2 separate regions of the Sus scrofa genome follow, and region 2 is linked to region 1. The links are chromatin contacts, called in public HiChIP or PLAC-seq maps. All regions are on one chromosome and are shown on one strand. Each heading gives the region's core, a stretch centred on a gene start, on an enhancer-like site or on the middle of the called end of the contact. The rest is flanking DNA. Distances are from core to core; before and after follow the strand shown.

Region 1 (3,788 bases), core at 1,084-3,583:
ATGGGGCTGGAGTGAGTGAACAAGGAGAAAACACTGTCCTAAGGGTTGTCAGAGGAGAAATAAAGAGCCACAGCGTGTAAAACCCAGTGACACGTCTAAAGATTTGGACATCAACTCTGAATGAGAGGGGAGCAAATGGTGGATTTACATAGAGGCAAGTCCTTGTCTGACATATTTTGAAAGCACCTCATTGGAAAGTGTGTCAAGAGTAGACAAAGGAGTTCCTGCTGTGGTGCAGTGGGTTAAGAATCTAACTGCAGTGAGTAGGGTCCCTGTGGAGGTGCAGGCTCAAACCCTGGCCCGAGCAGTGGGTTAAAGGATCTGCTGTTGCTGCAGCTGTTGCATAGGTCACAGCTGTGGCTCAGATTCCATCCCTGGCTTGGGAACTTCAGTACACTGTGAGTATGCCGAAAAAAAAAAAATAAGAAGAAGAAAAGAAAACAAAAAAAGAGTAGACCTAGATGAGCTTAAAGCTACCAGTGAAGAGCTGTTAGTCTTTCAGGATTCAGGTGGCTACTGATGGAGGCCCAGACGAGGAGGGTAGCAGTGCCACTGGTTGGATTTTGAAAGTAGAGCCAACAAAGTTTCCTGCTATATTACATGTGGAGTGTGTGAGCAAAGAGAAGAATTGAGGATGCCTTATAAGTTGGCTAATAAATATATTCCAGGTGACAAATGTATGAATAGAGAAAATGGAGCTGGAGTGGTCAACTTGGACTAAAAAGATATTGAGGAATAGAATGTAGAAGAATCAGTGATTAAATCATGATTTTAACTTTAAATTGAATACTCACCAGTTTGGGGCATATTTGTATAGCCTTGCACCCCCTCAAAAACCCATTATCCAATCCTGCAGGTAACCCTGTACTAGCTGTTTCATCTCTCTTGTTCTGAACCATCAGTTTCTTCGGTGCATTTCTTGATGTATTTATTGCATGATAATTATAAAAGATTGAAGTTTGGGGATAGGAATTTTAGTGCTTTTAATATATTGGCTGTGAAGGATGAAGAGGGAGGTGTGCTCAAACACTCGCGTGTGTGTGTGTGTGTGTGTGTGTGTGTGTGCGCGCGCGCGCACAGTAATATATAGAATTTTGCTTTTTCGGCTCTTTTTAATTAACCTCTTTCTTTGTCTTTCCAGTTGGGGACCAGATGACTGGGAAAACCGAGATGAGTTGATAGGGAGAAGCTTTGTCATCTTTGCACTAACCTGGACGTATTTTGGGTTCACCAGGCAAAATTGCAAGGTCACGATTGTTAATTTTTCTTTTTGTCCCATCCCCACTTTCTTTCCCAAGCATTTTTGCTTCCCTCTTGTCCTTGCATCTTGGCACCTAGAGCTTGGTCAGTGCTCTCTGGCAAACCAGAATCTGCTTTCCAGCACCTCACCCCTCCTTCCCAGTTAAACTGTCCCCACCCCCACCCCATCTCCACCCCCACCTGAGTGTTGCAGGTGAGGGAAGTCATTGATCTGGGTATAGTGATCCTGAGATCAATGAATGGGCCATAACTTTTATCAGTCCACTTCAAAGAGAATTTGCAGAAATAAAAGCCACCTCTCATAGAACACCACATTGGGAGTGGTCATATTTCATTGCAGACTACCTCTTATGAACAGCCAACCACCTAACAGCACACAAACAGAAGCCACCTCTAAACACCCACCCACACCCACACCCCTGTACCAAAAATAAATTAATAAGAAATGAGCTTCCTCTCTCCCAACCTTTATTTTCTTACCTAGGGATTTAGCACAGGGGAGGTTTATGTGCGTGTTCTACCAGTGTCCTCTTAAAGGCCATGCTTCACTTCCCAGGAGTATCCTGTAGATCGGTTCATTGTTTTAGCCAAAGGAATCTATCCTTGCTATTAGAAGGCCATATGCTCTTGACTTGGTCCGGATGAGGTTCAGAAAAGTGATGTATAAAACTAATAGGCTATTCAGTATTTTAAATGATTTTGTTTCCCTCAGTTATAAGTAATCTCCTTGTATCAGAATTCATTTATTCAATAGAAGGACAAAAGATCACTCTTACATCTTTTGTCATCAAAGCATATTTCCAACCATATCAAAATAAAACAATTAATGGAAATACTTTAGATTTTAAACCTAAGAAAGTGCAGTCGACTCAGGCCCATTTCTAACTTAAGAATCCAAGAGGCTCCAAGAGCTCTTAACTCTGTTTCTCTTAGTCTGGGGTACAGATAAGAGCTGGGTGGCTCCATTACAGATGGAAAAATTCCCAGAGTGGTTAGGAGGTTTCTCAGCATAAGAAGTAGAATCGTAAAAGGAATCAAAGCCCTCTGACTCACAGCCCAGTGTTTTCCAAAGGCCAGCCACACTTAGCTGTTTAGAGTCATTGCCAAATACCTACAAATACAGCTAACCACAGGGACTGTAGGATCAGGCCCCCTGGGAAAATACATAAAAACTATAACCTCTTGAGCAAGTATGAAGCATATCTCAGAAATACAGCAGTGTCTTAACTTTGTTCACTGTCACATTAAACTAGAGAAAATGAGGGGTGGAGGATCGGGGGCTGCACTGCCACCATCTTGCAACCAAACCACAGTAAGTGTTTTGGGGGTAACTGGCTATTTCCTAAAAAGAGAAGACAACAAAGGACCAAAAAATGGAAGCCAAATAACTTTAAAATGAGCAATACAGCAATGGAAAGATAAATGCTTTTACACTCTACAGAACTCCCAGAAAGAGATGTATTTCTGTTGACAAAAGAATTTTGGGGGAGTTCACCTTGTGGGTCGGCAGGTTAAGAACCCAACGCAGTCTCCATGAAGATGCAGGTTTGAGGCCCTGGCCTCACTCAGTGGGTTAAGGACCCCACGTTGCCACAAGCTGCAGTGCAGGTCAGAGATGAAGTTCGGATCCAGTGTTGCTGTGACTGCGGTGTAGACCTCAGTTGCATCTTCCATTCGACCCCTAGCCCAGGAACTTCCTTATGCCACAAAAAAAAAAAAAAAAAAAAAAAAAAAAAAAAAAAAAAGAAAGAAAGAAAGAAGAAGGAAGAGGAAAAAAAGCATTTTTTTGCTTTTCTTGATCTCTCTCTTCTTTTTTTTGAAGAATTGCCATAATATACACTCTGCTCAAATCCGAATCTGAGTCATTGCCTTGAGTGCTGGTAGTTCATTTGTGCAGGGATCCAGGACACCAGAGTGAGGAAGCAGAGAAGTGGAACAGGCAAGAGCGAAAGCCAATGTAAGTGAGCACGCCTCCTGGAGTTGCTGCTGCGGGCAACAGGGTCTCCAGCCCACTGGACTTTCCAGGAAGCAGACAGAATATTCTCCCTTAAAGGCCTGGAGTCTGAAGCACATAACCATCAGTCCTTCTCACCCAGGGGTATTAACTCACATCTCCCCCTTGTAGCTATTCTTGTATTTGTCAGGCACACTCCCATCACCTTGGAGGAGAGCTGTGAAAGCAGAATGCAGGAAGATGTCTGCTCTTGAGATGGGAAGCAAGGTGAATCTGAGATTGTGTGAAACTCTTCCCCACTCTTGTGACTGAAAGCAGAGGAGCGTTTAGGGTATGCAACATGGAAAATATAAATGCATGTCATAGGCCGCCTCTCATGCTAATCAGATCCACTGGTGCTCCATATTGAGTTCAGTTGGTCACTGAGTCTTATTGGAACTGTGGCCAGAGCTCAGCCTCTCTGCTCACAGGTGACAAATAGAAACAAGGTGACAAGAGTTTTGGGCAAAGGAGGAAAGATAGCTTTATTGCTTTGCCAGGTAAAGAAGGGTCACAGCAGGCTAATGCCTCAAGG
Region 2 (3,456 bases), core at 613-3,112, 55 kb before region 1:
TGTAAAATTACATCAATAAATATCCAAACCTCTCTATTTCAGGACAGAGCGGAAACACAGTGTAATTAACTCTAAACAAGGCATTATGCCTTACAAGGAAGACATAAAATGTCCAAGGGATATTTAGAACATTGTCGTTTTTAAAACTTCAACATCAGAAATGTTTACCACAGTCTGTGAAACTGTCTCAATAAATAACAACCGACAATCTTCTCTTCAGTATAAATGCACACATACAACCCCCCCTACCCTAACAGTGACCTGTTTGCCTGGATCCCCCACCAGGGTCTCCAGCTTTTATCACAGTGGATGGTACAGCGTGCTATCCTGACAACCCAAAAACTAGTTTAATGAATGATGAGCACTTAAGAGACACAACCTTCAAATTAAATACTAGTCAAGACTGGACTAACTTTGATTCAACATAAAAATGACCTTTCGAAATAGCAATACAGAGACCTGCCAAACACATTCATATCTTTAAATATTAGATAGCACATTAAATATACAAGCTTTGAAAAATAAATAAATAAATACACATATAAATAAATAGAAGAAATCTCATAAGAAGTAGCCAAATGCATGAAACACAGTCCAGGTGGCCCCAGGGGCTATTTGCTTCTCTTCTTTCACTTTGATTCCGCTAAAGCTACAGCAGTAGCCAGTAAGTTTCCTCCATCTCTCTACATCAGTTGGCACTGCTCCTGTGATGAGAAAAAGGTTCATGTTAGTAGGACTTAAAAGCTGACCTCAAAACCCTGTACCAAGTGCTACCTAGACCACTGCTGCCATGTGTAGCAGAAAATGCCAGCTTCTAGAAGCTGTTTAATTGAGAATAAGGTGCCTGTGGTTACAATCTTATTATTAGCTTCAGAAAGCCAGAAGATAATGCCACATTGGGCATACATGACATCACTTAAGCCTTGGATCAAACCCCATGAAGCAGCTTTATTATTTTTCCCGTGTTATTGAGACTTAGGTTAAGTACTGTCCCTGGGGTTAAAGGAATAATAAAGAGTGGAACCTCTCTTTAGCCATTTTAGCACCACTGGCTAAATAAATCTACTTAATCTTTTAGGGACATACATTTGGTCACACTCATCTGACTGGGGATGGAGAATGGGCTGAGGATGCAAGGCTCTGGAAATATCCTTCTGACACCAGAGCAGATTAATGACCTTAATAGCAAATGAATGGTGAAATAATCATGATTTTCAGCCCTGCACCTAAATCGTGGGTTTCTCTGGTATAATTTGCAGGAGACAGAATGACTCTACTCACACGAGTGAATAAAAACTATAACTCACTTGTTTAGCATCTTCTCGATGATTTTCTTCACCATGGGGGCTGAGGGGTTGAGACAAACTTCCTGACCATTCTTGAGAGTGGCTCTGCAGAGAGCAGGGAGAATCCATGTGAGGCAGGAGGTCGGGCTGGGGAGTCAGGGTTGGGGCGTTGGGACGCTGGGGGTGACAAGGACAGCGGCGGGCAGGGAAGCTTACATGACTTCCGTTTGGTCACAGTGGGGTCCCGGGGACGTCACCTTCAGGTCCTGGATGTTCTTGAGGTGAATTCCTTGCACCGTCTGCAGGCACTGGCAGCGCAGTTCGCCGCCCACGGGGGCCCCTGCCAGGAAGACAGATTCGGTTAGTGGGGTGTTCTCCGACGGGCGTCTCCCCCCCTTACCCGTCCCCGCGTCCGGCCTGGGGATGCCAGGCGCCGAGTCTCACCTGCTGTGCGCCGGCCAGCGGCCACTAGAAGCAGGAGCAGCAGCGCAGCGCGGAGGAAGCGCGGGGCGCAGGGGGAGGCGGCGATCGCGGCGCGGGCCATGGGGCTTAGCTCGGAGGGTGGCTGTCTGCTGCAGGTGGGCTGGAGGGAGTGCTGGTGGAGCGGGTTCTGTGGCTCCCTGAGCGGTGCGAACGCCTTTTATTCTGATGGGACTGGAGCTGGCAGCCCCAGGCCAGGGAAATTCCCTGATGCGCGGGTCATTCCTGGGTCCGGAAGGAAGGCGCAGCCCCGCCCTCCTCCCGCGTAATTCTTGCTTTGGAAGTGTCATCTTTGTGCCCAAATCCCCACGGGGGGAGTCACAACTTAGTGGAGAGAGGCATCTGTGACGAACGTTAGTTATTAAGGTTGAGGGGGGAAGCAGAGAGAACTTGCGTGTGCTCTTTACGCATAAGTATCTTGGGGTTTGATGATTTTATTTACGTCCGCCTAAATACACTGTTATAACACAGTTTTAGCATATTATACATTAGAAAGTTCCCCTACTTCCTGGTATTTTAAAAGCACAGATAAATCACACTTTGTGTCACAGCGTCCCTCATGGGTGAGGGGACGATCAGTATCAAAAATTGAATTCAGTGTTTAATGCGGAACAAAGTGTTGTAATCCCACTTAGCTTCCTTTCTCTGGGAAATTCTGGAACTTCCACAGCTCGAGTAAGTCCATGAATACCACCTTTTTGGTGTCGAGGGTGTTGATTAATCCTTAAAATACGGATTAATGTTTGGATCTGTTGCGAGGAGAGCTCACAGGTCCACGGTTTCTAGTTTTGTCCAAGAATAAAACAGGTAATAGAAATCAAGAGCGGATGCGTAGTGTGAGCAGCACGCTTTGCTCATCCAAGCAGCAACAAAACAAAACAAAAACAAAAAAATCGTGTTCCTGGGAAGTAGCTTAGAGCTAGATCACGCATCGCATCTCCGTTCCTTGTTTATGGTCACAAATCTCATTTCATTTCCTTGTTCTATGGCCTTTCCTGCTTCTAGTGATTTGATTTCCTCTCTAGAGAAAGAATCACAGTCAAATTTTATTTCTACTGACTTCTAATGAGGCATTTCAAGCTATTAACTGGAGACTTTGTCATTGTGTCATTTTCATCCTTAGTTGTAATGTCTTTTGTTGGATTATATTCAGGTAGGTTTCAGATGGTTTAGGTGTGATTCTGAATGCAGATCTGTGAGAGCTATGGACATATCCCGTGGGAAGCAGGTGGGGGGATGCTATAGAGATGAGGGAGGCACTGAGCAAGACTGCTCTAGATTGCTAGAGTAGGAATTCAGCTCCCCAGATTAATGGTGCATGACTTCCAACCTGTTTGTGCCTTAGTTTCTCATCTGGAAAATGGAGCTTAAGGGTAGTATCTACTTCAACGAGTTGTTATGATGAATAAATGTTTTGACATTTAAATACTATAAATTATATATTAAATGCTATAAATAATTTTAAGTAAATAAAATAGAAATTTCTTTTTCTGTATTAATAAGCTGAAACTAACCTGGGGATAAAATCTTTGTACAAAGAGAAAAGAATTATTGGAAAAAAGAAAAATCCTCCAATATAAAATGTTTGTATATTTTTTTCTTAAAAAGAAAATTTAGAATGTTTTTTTTTTCTAGTTTAATTGTTGGGTAATTTTGTAACTCTAGTTTTAGGACTTTCAACTACAAAATG

What was found. HiChIP or PLAC-seq counts read pairs in DNA pulled down with a chosen protein or histone mark.
Region 2: an H3K27ac HiChIP or PLAC-seq map of alveolar macrophages shows a contact between it and region 1. The contact joins the promoter of CXCL2 here to the enhancer-like site in region 1. A contact is called at or near these places in 1 of 5 promoter capture datasets (liver), 18 of 47 Hi-C or Micro-C datasets (alveolar macrophages, brain, embryonic fibroblasts and 7 more) and 1 of 2 datasets of contacts at active chromatin or transcription factors (alveolar macrophages).

The regions. Positions count from the first base shown.
Region 1 is chr8:70,100,601-70,104,388 of Sscrofa11.1, reverse strand. No RefSeq gene overlaps it. Among named protein-coding and RNA genes, the nearest start is that of CXCL2, 55 kb to the left of the region's middle. Within about 2 kb of position 2,333, at least 9 of the 83 cell types and tissues checked have an H3K27ac peak or open chromatin away from gene starts, as enhancers often do. A contact at or near this core is called in alveolar macrophages and embryonic fibroblasts, where this site is marked.
Region 2 is chr8:70,155,659-70,159,114 of Sscrofa11.1, reverse strand. It overlaps CXCL2 (chemokine (C-X-C motif) ligand 2), which reads right to left and starts at 1,862. Exons shown (of 4, transcript NM_001001861.2): 1 at 1,731-1,862; 2 at 1,503-1,626; 3 at 1,308-1,391; 4 at 1-704. The coding sequence starts at 1,830. The coding sequence ends at 689.